Linked DNA regions of Mus musculus: regions 2 and 3 are each linked to region 1. The links are chromatin contacts, called in public HiChIP or PLAC-seq maps. All regions are on one chromosome and are shown on one strand. The core of a region is the stretch at or near the end of the contact, and the rest is flanking DNA. Distances in the headings are between cores, read along the strand shown.

Region 1 (4,588 bases), core at 599-3,098:
CACATCTGATCCCCTGTAACCGGAACTACAGATCACTATCCACTGCCACGTGGTTGCTTGGAACTGAAAAGACAGCCAGGGCTCTTTACTTCTGAGCCATCTCCTCAGCCCCCCCAAATCTGGTTTCTAAAAATTACATTCATAGTCAGGCATGCAGTATACCTTTAATCCCAGTACTTGGGAGCAAAGGCAGGCAGATCTCTATGAATTTAAAGCCAGCTTGGTCTATATAGAAAGTTTCATGCCAGCCAGAGCTACAAAGTAACATTTTGTCTCAAAAGAATATTCCAGGAGAGAAGAATCTGGTGTCTATAAAATACCAAATTTTCTAGAGCTGTGTTCAGGGCATGACGTGGTCATTGTGTTCTGAAACAGACTACAATGTGGTTATCCATACAGGCTCAGGCCAATGAGATCAGTCAACTTTCTGATAGGCAGCACTAACTAGACCCAGTAGATTTAAAGGGGGGCGGGGAGGGATGATGAAGAGGAGAAAGGGATGGGAGGGAAGAGTGGGAGAGGGATAGCCTGCATGATATGCTCAAGACACATTGTTTATGTATGAAATTGCCAAAGACTAAATTTTATTTCATGAAATATACATTAAGATCGGGCTTGGTGGTCTGAGCATTTAATCCCAGCACTTGGGAGACAGAGTTGAGATAGTCATAAGTTCAAGTCCAGCCTGGTCTACAAATTTCAGGACAGCAATGGCTACATAATAGACAGACCCTGCCATACATAGATAGATAGATAGATAGATAGATGCATACATACATACATACATAATACATACATGTATGTATATGACATATATGGCAGGGTCTCTCTAATATACACACTATATAATGTATTAAATATATTATCTTTAATATATTAATAATATACACAATATAAATAATAAACAAGAAACAATATGAAATATATAAAATAATTATATATTGAATATGTTAAATATTTAATATATTAGTATATTAATATATATGGAGGCCTAACCATGAGGATAGTTTCTTCCTGTGTTCTCTAATGGTACAGAAACTAGCCGGGCGATGGTGGCACACGCCTTTAATCCCAGAACTTTCGAGGCAGAGGCAGGCAGATTTCTGAGTTTGAGGCCAGTCTGGTCTACAAAGTGAGTTCCAGGACAGCTAGGGCTATACAGAGGAACCCTGTCTCGAAAACAAAAACAAAACCAAAAACAAACGAACAAACAAACAAACAAAAAATGGTACAGAAATTAGCCGGGCGGTGGTGGCACAAGCCTTTAATCCCAGCACTCCTGTCTCGGAAAAACAAAAAAACAACAACAACAACAACAACAACAACAACAACAACAACAAAAAAAAAAAAAAAAGGAAAAAAAATGTGCAGAAATTTCTTAACTCTACCTGGCCTCTAACTTCCTGTGTATTCATCATTTGTATTCATCGAAGTCTCCCTCACACATGTCAGAGGGCCCACGGGATGCTCTGGGCCATGCTAGCTTGGCCAGGCAGGTACTTTTCTGGGATGCAAGTCATTTCTAAACTGTCCACCCTGATCTGCTCAGGAAGGGCTCACAGACTCAAGGAACTCGCCTTGGGCTTTTCCTGGTCCAGAAAAAAAAAAAAAAAAAAAAAAAAAGTGGGGGTGGATCGGGCGTGCCGGTAGGGAACCCGCGGCAGGGGGCGGCTCTGCTCCCCAGCAGGGCGTGGGCCGGGCGAGGTCCTCCGCGCAGCGCACGGTGCCAACAATAGGCTGTTGTGGAAGGAGGCAGGAATGTGGCCCGGGGAGTTGGGCGGCGGGGCGGGGCCGGCTCCGGGCGGCAGCCTCTTACCTGTCCAGGTAGCTCGCATTTCCAGGCGAGCGGCGGCGGCGCCCGCACCACCTGTCGCCGGGTGCGCGGGCGGGGAGCGCGGCTGGGGACCATGGCCTGCTAGTGTCCCCTGGGAAGACGCTGCGGGGTTCAGTCTGGAGCAGGACAGGCCTAGGGACGGAAGGTCCTTCCCTCGGGGACAGATCGGCCTGCAGCAGCATGAAAAAGAACCAGACCATGCAGGGCACTTTCAGCAAACTCTTTGGGAAGAAGCACGCCCACCCCTCCACCACGTCCCTCTACGCCACCAATCCACCCTGGATTTTCACCCACGAGGCCCAAGAGGAGGGAACCAGGGACTTTGGTGAGTGCACCCCGGCTGGGGGAAAAAAAAAAAAAAAAAACAAGGGAGAGTTCCCCGTGGCGCCTCTTCCCTCCTGGCTCTGGCGTCACTTGGGCGCTGGGAAAGCGGGCTGGGGCAGGGACACGTTGGAACCTGTGGACCGGCTGAGGAGATGCTGGGAAGGGGAAGGAGGCGCGGCAGCCCGAGTCAGAGAGGTGCAGGGAACCCCTGAAGTGAGGCCGCCGATCCTTGCCGCCCTCACCTGCCGTTCCCTGTCTCCCTTCATAACCTTTGGTAGGGTTTCTGTTTGTGTGGCTGTCTTTGCTGTGTCTCCTACCACATATCCGCATTCTGAGTCAGAGATCTAGACGTCTGTCCCTAGTCCTTTCCGCTTCCTCTGTCCCGCAGAGAGAGCCTGCCTCAGGTGCCCTTGCCGTTCGTTCTGTTTGAGAAAGGAAAGTCAGCGAGCAGGCCACTGTTAGCAGATTGCCAGCCATTTGCGACATCAAATTAGCTTTGTTTGGTTTGGTTGGGGGTGGGGAGGGAAGGGGGCTGAGTGTCACATGCTCTTGCCCAGGTCCTCTTGGATCTGGGTTGTCTATGGTCTCGGACTGAAGAGTCAGAGGTGGGACAGAGGAGAGTGCGGACCCTTTGAATCAAGGGTGGTGTGTCTTTGCAAACTACTGGAAATAAATTGGCCCTTCCCCAGCTCCGGCTATGGGACACTCCTATCTCTTTGTCAATCTCCAGTTTATACACTCTTAACTGGGGGGAACCCCGGGAAAATGGGGGAACGGTACTCACTTCTTGTTTTTGATCCATGCTTCTGGTGTCTGAAGTGGGAGACAGGGGTGTGTCACCAATCACTCCCTAGTTTTACCTGCCTTCCTCATCACCTTTATGGTACTTGGAGTTCTGTTCAACACCCAAATGATTACATTGGGGGCCAGGGCAAGAACAAGATGTCACCTTTCCCTGACCTAAAGATCTCTCACCAGCAGGCAAGCAAAACTAAGAGTATGCCCTCCTGCCCTTTGGGGGCCTCTGCTGGAAGACAGCCTTTAGGTGCATGAGAAAGAGAAGAGGCATTTCTGAGGGGAACCTAGCCTCAGAGTGGAGAGGGAAGGCTGTCTCTGACAGAGCACAGGTTTCAGTAATGGGGAAGAGAGCAGGACCAAGTGGGGGCGTGTCTAGGCAAAGAAGATACCAGTGCTGGCAAGTGAACCCTAAGTGTACTCTGGGATGCCCCAACACCTTCCTTGGCCTGAAGGAAGACATCAATAGCAAACTGTCACCCACCTTTCCTAGGTGCAAACTCTCCTAAAACGTTTGATCTTTGACTCACTGAGTCTCTGTCTAGTGTAAGATGCTATTATTGGCTTTCTGGATGAGGACGCCAAAGAACAGGGATGTTACAGACCTGGTCCAAGACCGCAAGATTTAAATGGTAGAGCTGCGATTTTCCCAGCGCATAGGAACAGATGCTCTTCAGTAGACACCTAACTCATGTAGCTGTCACCAGCAAGCAAGTGAGAGAATTTCCAGTACCCCAGAGTCTTGCTGGCAAGAGAGCCAACATCTGGACCCAGGCAGAGCCCGACTCTAGCAGGCTTTCTGATTTTTCTCTGGAGGAAGGGATTTGGGGGTGAATGCCTGAAAAACCAGTCCCCACCCACCACCACCACCCCTTTCTCTTCAAAGAGTCTCGGAACAGCCTCTTCACATTTCCTCCCTATTTTGTCTGGATGATCGGACTGTTGGTCGGAATCAGGCCTGGAGAGAGAAGAGGGACAGGATACCTTGTAAGCTCTTAGCAGTCTAGTCAGGGCAGGAGTCTAGGGGACAGTTCCTCCCTGTCCCCAGGGCAGGGCTGGGCCTTCAGCTGACTCAGCTTGGCTGTGCGTGCCTGGGCTGGGGTTTGGGAAGGGGTGGACATCAGCCTGGCTCTCCTGTGTTCTCCAGTGCTCCCTTGGGGTGCTCACAGGCAGGACAAACCCACCTCCTTGTTACGGAGGTTTGGGGTTGTTGGGGATTCTGGGATGGCAGTGGGTAGGCTAGCCTTCCCTCTGTGTCAGCGATAGTGCTTGCTCCTCATTGTTTGCTGTTCTGTGGGGACAGTACTGAGTCTTAGAGCCGTGCCTCTCAAGGCGGGGGCCCTCTTTACAGTTCCTCATGTTGGGGTGATCCCCCGGCCATAAAAGTATTTTGTTGCTACTTACATGACTGTAATTTTGCTAGTGTCATGATTTGTCATGTAAATATCTGATATATTGGACATCTGATACGCAACCCCAAAGGAGTCTCGGCCCACAGGTTGAAGGCAGCTAGCTTAGACTGCCTGTGGTCATGTATATAGCAAGCTTTCAAGACAGGAAAGGAAACTGCTTCAAGGAGGCGTTAAGTAGCTGCAGGAGACTGTTAGAGTCTAAAGTAGCTGCTGCCTAGTGTCT
Region 2 (4,588 bases), core at 978-3,477, 660 kb before region 1:
TCCTATAAGAAAGGAAGGGCTGAGCCTTTAATCGGTCCTGGAACTTGGTGATCTCACGGTGATGTCTCAATGCCGGCCTCCAGCCAGGGTGCCAATCCAAGCTACCCTTCTGTCAGAAGTTGAGGACCCTTGTGTTTCCCTATAGATATAAAAACAAGCAACATGGCCACGCAGAGCTGGGCACAACATCTATCCACGATCTCCTCACATGAATGGGATCCCCAGTCACACGCATGTCCCCTCCAGTCACACGCATGTCCCCCTGCACAGCGTGGGAGGGCTAATCCTAACACTCTGTTCTGTCTACTCCTGGAAGGAACCACTTCTAGTGTTGGTGAGGAAGGGCGGGAGAGAAAGAGACGACGACATTGGAAAATCTAAGGAGAATTTAGTAGAGCCCATGGGCAGAGAGCGATGTGGGCAAGGACAAGGGAGTTCCCAGGAGACAACGTAGCATCTGAGAGAGTGAGAAGGGAGCTGTGTCAGAACCCTTAAACCAGAGGGCTGTGTGGAGGGACTGCTGCCGATGAGACCCTGAGGAGGGGAAACAGAATGAAATCTGTTGAAGCTATCTCTTCTCTCCTCCTGCTACTCTCTCCCAGCCTGACCAGGCCCAGAAACTAGAAGGCCAGGGAGCCTGCTGCACTGACTCTGTCAGGTCCAGGAAGTTGGATGAACATGCAGAGACAGCTGCAGGGGCTACAGGAGAGATCACTGGGGACCCTCAATAATGGCCTCCAGGCACTGGCTGTCCTTCCAGAAGACCAGAGAATTCAAAGCCCAACACCGACATGATAGCAGAACTAAGGGTTCAGTTGCTCTCTTCTGGCCTTTAGCAGTACTGCATGCATGTAGTACACAGACATAGATGCACATAATAAAATTAAAGGGGGGCCCGGGCAGTAGTGGCACCCGCCTTTAATTCCAGCACTTGGGAGGCAGAGGCAGGTGGATTTCTGAGTTCGAGGCCAGCCTGGTCTACAGAGTGAGTTCCAGGACAGCCAGGGCTACACAGAGAAACCCTGTCTTGAAAAACAAAACAGAAAAGGAAAGGAAAGGAAAGGAAAGGAAAGGAAAGGAAAGGAAAGGAAAGGAAAGGAAAGGAAGCCCTAAGAGGTTCAGCATTACATGAGGAAAAGTGTGCCAGAGGGGCTGCAGACAGAGCTCTCAGTTAGTAGAGTGCTTGGCTAATACATATAAACTCCTGTGCTCCATTCCCGGCACCATACAATACAATTCAATTCCCAGCACATACTGGACATGGACCCCTGTAATCCCAGCACTGCGGAGGTGGAGGGCCAGGAGTTCAAAGCCGCGGTTGGGAATGGTCAGCAGTTAGTGCCTGCCGTGCAGGTGTGAGGGTCAGAATTTGAATGCCCACAAACCCAGATAAATGCCAGCTGGATGCGGCGGTCTGCCTACTTCTGCCCTTCGAAGGCAAGGATCCGAAGTCAGACGCGTGCATACGCGCGCGCACGCACACACACACAGACTATATTGTGAGTTCAAGTTCAAGGTCAGCTTTGGCTACAGGAGACCTTGAAAACATGAGAACGGGGATAAAAATTCAATAGCCCTACCTGCTGAGCCATCTTACCCACTTTTTGGGTTTCATGGGGTTGTTTCCGGTGAAGGGTAAACATGCTGTGTGCTTTTAACATTATGCAAAGTATGCTTTACTTACTGATTTCTTGATCTGTGCCAGATCAAGCTGTTTATTATATACTTACATGTTTCAGTGTGTAACTCGGCTGGCTCTATGGCCCGAGCATATGGTGTTACAAGCATGAGCCACTGCATCCTGTCAGGATAGCTTTGATACAGAAATCTGAACAGCATTGGGAGGTGTAGCGCAGCAGACATTGGGAGATGACGAATCCTTGGCTCAAACCAAAATTGACTACAAATCCCAAACAACACATAACCCAAACCCAAACAACAACAACAAAAACCAGGGATTTGATCCTTAGTACCACAATTAACAAATGTGACGAGCGCTTGCTTGCTTGCTTGGAAAAGCATACAGAATCACGCTCTGGACTGTAGCGCGAGACTCAAACTACCAAGACGACCCTCCCGGCCCTGAGCGCGCAGCCTGCGTCCGCATCTACACGTGCCAAAGGGAAGTGCTTTTGTACAGCCACGCCTCCTCACACTTGTCTCACTGGGTGCAAAAACTTCACTTTTTGGCTCGTTCCCCCACCCCACCCCGCCCGCTCCTCACCCACCGCAGCACATCTCATGTTGTGGAATGAGAGCTGGAGGTTAACCCAGGCTGCAGCTTCTGCACAAATAGCCCGGGTCTTGGAAGGTCTACCCTGGGCTAAGTTACTAAGCTCCCCTCTACTTTTCACGAAGTGGTTGCTCCCACTCCACCCGGAAGTGCTTACAGCCGGATCCGGGGGATGAGCTGGTGGCAGGACATGGACCAGCGTGGCGGTGTCTCCAGTCCGAGCGGTGCACTGGCGTCTGCCGAGCCAGCTCCTGCCTCGGTGACCCTGGCGGAGCTCCTGCACCTGGTACAGAAGGGCCAGGAGGTCCCGGGCCTGGAGAAACGCCACATCACTGCGACCCACGGTGAACCCACCGCGTCTCTGCTCCCTCGGAGGCCCAAGCCCTGGGAAGATGCGGGCTCGGCCGCCTCACCCTGCACCATCGCCCTAGACACGAGGACGCAGCCTCCGACCATCGAGGAGCGATCCCGGGGCAGTCCAGCCGCCCAACTCGACGGAGGCCCAAGGGTTTCCTGATGCTCGAGGTGTTTCCCGAGGGCATGACTGGGTCCTACACAAACTTGAGTCTGGACACTTGCCACCTGTGGGACTCAATGTTGCCTAGTAATTTTGTTTTTGGATGCCAAATTTCAACTTCATACTGTGTCCTAGTCCATTTGTGTAACGGAAATAAGTTTCCCTTGTCACTGTAGGACAGCACAACCTCCTGGACCCGCTTGTTCTGATGATACCGATAAACCGATATCCAAAAGGCATTTCTAACTTGGCAGTCGTTTGGGTTTGATGAAAAGGTTCCTTCCCAGAGTGATACATAGAAACCCTGGTTCTTGGAGTTGGGGGACTGGAGAGAGGGCTCGGTGCTCTTCCAGAGGATCAAGGTTCAATTTCCAGCAAACATGGTGACTCACATTTTAATGGGATCTGACGCCCTCTTCTGTTGTCAGTGTGCTTGGCCACATAACTAAATCTTAAAAAACCCTGACTCTTGGGAGCAACTAAGGTAGTGCGAGCAGAGGCAGTTTGGTAGTTGGTACCCCCATAGGAGTTGGCTTTCTCCTCCCACCATGCACCAGACCCCCCCCCCCCCCCCCCCCCCCCCGGTTAAGCTCTGGCTTGGCAGCAGGTGCCTTACCCAGATTCATCTCCAAGGCTGAAACTAGTAGTTGGGAATTAAGCCCTGGGTTTCTGAGGGAGCATTCTTTCCTCCCCGCAGGACTTGTGAAACGGTGCCAGATGCCCAGGGGACTGGGCGAACGGCTCTTTTTAAAGATTTATTTATTTTATGTAAGTACACTGTAGCTGTCTTCAGATACACCAGAAGAGGGCGTCAGATCTCATTACAGATGGTTGTGAGCCACCATGTGGTACCACTGAGCCAACTCTCCAGCCCCTGGGCGAACGGCTCTTAACCACTGAGCCCACCTTGGGCCCCCTCGAGTGTTTTTGGAGTCGGGGTCGTTAATACATCGATCTTTGTCTGCCTTCATAGTGACACCAAGCTTGCCAGCAGTCCTTCTTTCTAAATAGGCTCGGTGGCTACTTCTCCATAGGCCCCAATGGCAGTATACTAGCTGCCAGAATGTCTATCCATGTAGTCAAGGTCCTAATAGACCTGGGTCATCTCCAGCAACATGGACAACCCCACTTGTTTCTTGAGTCTCTGTAACCCTGGCTGGCCTCAGGCTCACAATAAGCCATCGCCTTTGGGGCTGGAGGCACAAGCCAAGTGCACCTGCTTTCTCAGAGGGCCTAGAATTGGTCCCAGCATCCACCTCTGAGCCTTCATTTGCCAGTAATTCTAGCTCCAGGGCAAGTGACACTTCCTGGCTACTTTGGCATGTACTCACACGCAAAAATCTTAAAAACAATCTTTTACTATATAGAAAAAAGCTTGTTTTAAATTCCAAGCAAGCCAGAAATGGAAGCCTTAGCTCTGCTCGCCCAGGCCTCTCTCCAATGCTACAGTGCTTCCCTACTTAGGAAGATGCAGGATTCTGCAGGATCCCAGAATGTTAAATAGCCATGCTGTTTGTCCAAGGTTGCGATGCATTTTTGGTCACCTCATTTCCCAATGATCAGTTAACACTGATCCAGGTGAAATTTAGTGGGCATTTCCTGGGTACATGTGGTTTAGGAAACAACAATCTATCACTGCATTGGTTTTTGTTTTGTTTTTTTTCTGAGACAGGGTTTCTCTGTGTAGTCCTGGCTGTCCTGGAACTCACTCTGTAGACCAGGCTGGCCTCGAACTCAGAAATCCGCCTGCCTCTGCCTCCCGAGTGCTGGGATTAAAGGTGTGCTCCCCCACTGTCCAGCTTTTTGTTTATCTTTAACATTTTCTCTATGTGTAGCCC
Region 3 (4,588 bases), core at 1,449-3,948, 560 kb before region 1:
AATTTTTTTTTTTTTTTTTTTGGTTTTTTCGAGACAGGGTTTCTCTGTGTAGCCCTGGCTGTCCTGGAGCTCACTTTGTAGACCAGGCTGGCCTCGAACTCAGAAATCCGCCTGCCTCTTGCCTCCCGAGTGCTGGGGTTAAAGGCGTGCGCCACCACGCCCGGCTCGAAAATTTTATTTATTTTGTCTTACATGTATGACTATCTTGACAGTGTGCATGTATATGCACCATGTTCCTGCCTTGACCCCTCAGAGGTTAGAAGAGGGCGCTGGACTCCTTAGAAATCGAGGTATGGATGGTTCTGAGCCACTGTGTGGGTGCTGAGAACCAAACCCAGGTCCTCTCAAGAGCAGCCAGTGCTCTTAACCACTGAGCCAGCTCTCAAGCCCTAAAGCTGGGTTCTCAAAGCTGAGTAAGGATAGTAAGACAAAAAGGAAAGCCTCAACTAGACACACCTAAGAGTGAGAGGCTCAACTTCCACACTCAGGCCCTAACAAGGAGGAGCCACACCGAGTACTGGGCAGTGCCAGGACCAGAGGTCGTGGCAGGCAGTTTGGGGGATCCCTGAGCTACAAACACTGGAAGTACACTCCCTGAGACCAGTGACCTTGTGAAAACTTGCAAAAGTCAAGAGACTGTGACTGGTGTTTATCAAAAAAATCAAAGAGCAACTTTGGGAATAGAAAGTGTTTGCTTGCAAGCATGCACGTCCATGCCTGTAAACCCAGGGCTGAGTGTGGCTGTGTGTGTCTTTAATCCCAACACTTAGGACGAAGAGGCAGGTAGATTTTTGAGAGTTCAAGGCCATTCACTGATCAATAGTTTATTCCAGGCTAGCTAGAAAACCATGACAGACAGACAGACGATGGTGGAATACTCTGGTAGAGGACTAGTTCTGTTCCCAGCATGCACACTGGGTGGTTCACAACCATCTGTACCAACGGCTCTGTTACATCCAGTGCCTCCAGTTTCCTTGGGTACCTGCACACACTTGCAAACACATGCACTGACCCCCCAACACATTACACATCACCCAAAATGAGATATTTTCAAACAACGGCAACAAAAAGTGGCTGGGTGGTGGTGGCACATACCTTTGATCCCAGCACTCAGGAGGCAGAGGTAGGCAGGTCTCTGAGTTCTAGGCCAGTCTGGTCTACAGAGTGAATTTCAGGACAGGCAGGGGTTGCACAGAGAAAGCCCATCTCAAAAAGAATAAAAAAAAGGGGGGGGAGGGAGAAAAAAAGGTGGAAAGCGACTGCAGAGGCCACCAGATGGTGACCTCTGGTCACCACATGCACACAAGACAAAGGTCAAAGCTAACATTTCAGAGCAGAGGTAAGTGCACGCAGAGAGAGGCAGATTTCCACTGAGTGAGGAAGAGGGGGGAAGAGATTGCCCAGTGATAGTCTAGGCTCTGAGGCCCGCCTGCTTTACATTCGTGCATCCGACCTGCACTTCGTAGCATTTATTTTTATCTCATGAGCATTTGGCTTGCATATATATAGGGATGTGTACTGCGTAGAAGCCTAGCACTGGAGGAGGCTAGAAGAGTGTCAGATCCCCTGGAACTGGAGTTACAGCGCACTGTGAGCCACCATGTGGGTGCTGGGAACTGACCCAGTCCTCCACAAGAGAAGCCAGTGCTCTTAACTGCTGAGCCGTCTCTCATGCCTTGCATTACTTTTTAAAGTTATTTTTTTACTCTTCAATGAAGATAGGGTCTCACTATATAGCCCAGGCTGGTCTTGAACATGTGGCAAGTCCTCCTGCCTCCACTTCCCAAGTGCTGCAATTACAGGCTCAAACTACCACACACAGCAAATTCCAGTTTTGATAATGGAAGCTTGCCCGACAGCCTCTCTCCAGTGCAGGTCAAAGGAATAGGCTCCTGCTGTGGTAAGCCAGTCTCTGCCGGACAGGAGACCAGCTTTATTTGTAGGACTGTGCAGAAACCCCGTGGATTGGGTAAAAAGCTCTTCTGGACCATGCTACTCCTTTTGCACCTTAAATCCTCGCTCTGAGCCAGCCTTTGGTTGGTATCAGCACTGGCTACAGACATTGGGTAAGTATATGCCTATTTTACAAGTTCAGACTGGCCAGGCATGGGGGCACAAGCCTTTGATCCCAGTGCTGGAAGTTCGAGGCCAGCCTGGTCCACAAAGTGAGTTCCAGTACACCTAGGACTATTACAGGGAGAACTCCTCTCTCGTAAAACCAAACAAACAAACAAAATACAAAACAGATTCACACTTTGGTCTTGGAGCACAGATCATTCTCAGGTGATCTCCATTTCATTTCCATTGACCTCTGTTTGGCCCCATTGTTTTTTCCAGGGAACCATGGCAACAGCCTTTCTCAGGCACTGCCGACCCCCCCACTCCCCCCACCCCCAGCTCCAACTCTTTCTCTTCACCTTCCCATCCCGAACCCACCCAAATGCCAGGAACTCTGATGTTCCAGAAACTCCTGGATGCCCACAGGATTCTAGGAAGCAGAGCCTGGCCAGTTCTGTCCCTGTCCCCGTCTCTCGTGACATTCACTTCCTCTGGCGGCTCCCCTGCCTGCCCTTTCCCCTTGCTTCTCTCTTCTTTGTACTTCCAAACAACTTCCTTTTCCTTGATAACACACACCACCTCGAGTGACTCATAATTAGTCATGTCTATCCCTGGACTCCCAGCCTCCAGGAGACGAGGACCAGGCTTTGTCTATTTTTATCCCTTCCCATCTCCCCCGGGGCCAGCTGTGGCATCCTGCGTCAGTACGCTAAGCCACCATTTCTTGACGCTAGGTTCTGTCAAGGCACCTGGCTGGTGCTGGAGGTAGCGGATGCTCTACAAAGGCTGGTGACTGGTCCTCATTAACAGGGCGTCACTCACAAAGTGTTCTCTAGACTTAGGATGTTCAGACAAAGATGTCCTCCCCTGCATGGGTGTGTGCAACTGAGGAAGCACTTAGGCTCATGGGTGGCAGTCTGAGAGAAGCAATGAATGAATCTCTCAACATTACTGTTTTTACCCCTCCCCCAAAAAACGGCGGCAAGGGGAGCACAATGGTTAGGGGGAGAGATGATTGCTCACCAGGCCTACACCAGGCTTGAGTTTGATCCCTGGGACCTACAAGGTGGGAGACAACCTGAGACTTCCACAGTAGTCCTCAGACTTCCACATGCTTGCTCCGATGGTTAAACCCCCACACATACAGCAAATAGATACATAAATGACTGTTTTTAATTGAGTCACGTCTTAGTCTTATATTATCCCAACTAGCATGCTTCTCCTTGTTCCCTCCTCGTATAACTGCTTTAAACACAAATAAAATAAAAACAAACAACAAAAATAGGGGGTCTCACTCTGTAAGCTCAGGCTGGTCTCCAACTCTTTTTTTTTGTTTTTGTTTTCTTTTGTTTTTTGAGACAGGGCTTCTCTGTGTAGCCATGGCTGTCCTGGAACTCACTCTGTAGACCAGGCTAACCTAGAACTCTAAAATCTGCCTGCCTCCGCCTCCCAAGTGCTGGGACTAAAGGCATGCGCCACCACTGCCCAGCTGTAATCCTCCTGCCTCAGCCTCCAAAATACTGGGATTTCAAGTGTGAGCCACCACCTGGCCTAATTGTGGGAAAAGAGAACTCTGAGCGTTCCTCCTCAGGGTCCATGTACCTCGGGTGGGTTTTATTTTGTAACTATACAGGTGTGTGTGAACTTGCTTGAGTGTGTGTGTTTGTATGCATGGATGCCCCAATTGTGTAAGTACTCACAGGTGTGTAGAGGCTAGAGGACACTCTCATGTGTTCTTTCTCATTGGCTCTCTACCTTGCTCTTTAAGATGGGACTTCCCAGAGGCAGGGACTCTGCAGTAGGCTAGGCCAGTCGGCCAGCAAGGTCTAGTCGTGCCTTCCCAGTGCTGGGATTATAAATGTGGATTATAAATATTGGTTCTAAAAAGCAAGCTCACGTCTTCATGCTTGCAATAGCAAACACTCTACTGACTTAGCTCTCCTACTCCAACAGACACTTACAAATAAATAAATGTGATAAAAATTTTAAAACATGAGGGCTGGAGAGAGAGCTCAGAGGTTAAGAGCATTGGCGGCTCTTCCACATGTCTTGAGTTCAATCCCCAGCAACCACATGGTGGCTCACAACCATCTATAATGAGATCTGGCGCCCTCTTCTGGCCTGCAGGTACAGGTGTACATGCACGCAGAAGTCTACATAAATAAATAAAAGTAAAGATCTTTATAAAAAAATTTAAACACAAAAGGAAGTTGTGATGGCTGTTGTTCTCAACTTGACTACACCTGGAATTAACTAAAACCTGAGAGGCTGGGCACCCCTGTGAGGGCTTTTATTTATTTATTTATTTTGGCTTTACGGGTTTCTCTGGGTAGCCCTGGCTGTCCTGGAACTCACTTTGTAGACCAGGCTGGCCTCAAACTCAGAAATCTGCCTGCCTCTGCTTCCCAAGTGCTGGGATTAAAGGCGTGTGCCCGGCGGATTTTTTTTTTTCCCTTACTTAAGCCATCTGAGGTGTGAAGATACATTTTTAATCCGGATCTTTTAAGGTGGGAAACGCCACCCTCAATCT

What was found. HiChIP or PLAC-seq counts read pairs in DNA pulled down with a chosen protein or histone mark.
Region 2: an H3K4me3 HiChIP or PLAC-seq map of bone marrow-derived macrophages shows a contact between it and region 1, with 4 times the contacts expected there. The contact joins the promoter of 2310039H08Rik here to the promoter of AI661453 in region 1. A contact is called at or near these places in 9 of 39 promoter capture datasets (the 3T3-L1 cell line, the HPC-7 cell line, hematopoietic stem and progenitor cells and 4 more) and 2 of 115 datasets of contacts at active chromatin or transcription factors (bone marrow-derived macrophages and pancreatic cancer cells).
Region 3: a FOXA1 HiChIP or PLAC-seq map of pancreatic cancer cells shows a contact between it and region 1. The contact joins the enhancer-like site here to the promoter of AI661453 in region 1. A contact is called at or near these places in 4 of 39 promoter capture datasets (hippocampal neurons, liver and stem cell-derived epiblast-like cells) and 1 of 115 datasets of contacts at active chromatin or transcription factors (pancreatic cancer cells).

Annotation. Positions count from the first base shown.
Region 1 is chr17:47,434,791-47,439,378 of GRCm38.p6, forward strand. It overlaps AI661453 (expressed sequence AI661453), which reads left to right and starts at 1,849. Exons shown (of 5, transcript NM_145489.2): 1 at 1,849-2,159. The coding sequence starts at 2,015. It also overlaps a transcript of 1700001C19Rik not described here.
Region 2 is chr17:46,770,408-46,774,995 of GRCm38.p6, forward strand. 2310039H08Rik (RIKEN cDNA 2310039H08 gene) reads left to right here and starts at 2,228. Exons shown (of 1, transcript NM_025966.3): 1 at 2,228-3,000. The coding sequence starts at 2,406. The coding sequence ends at 2,750. Rpl7l1 (ribosomal protein L7-like 1) reads right to left here. Exons shown (of 7, transcript NM_025433.3): 7 at 3,500-4,588.
Region 3 is chr17:46,871,668-46,876,255 of GRCm38.p6, forward strand. It overlaps a transcript of Bicral not described here. Among named protein-coding and RNA genes, the nearest start is that of Tbcc, 17 kb to the right of the region's middle. Within about 2 kb of position 2,699, at least 116 of the 459 cell types and tissues checked have an H3K27ac peak or open chromatin away from gene starts, as enhancers often do. A contact at or near this core is called in liver and pancreatic cancer cells, where this site is marked.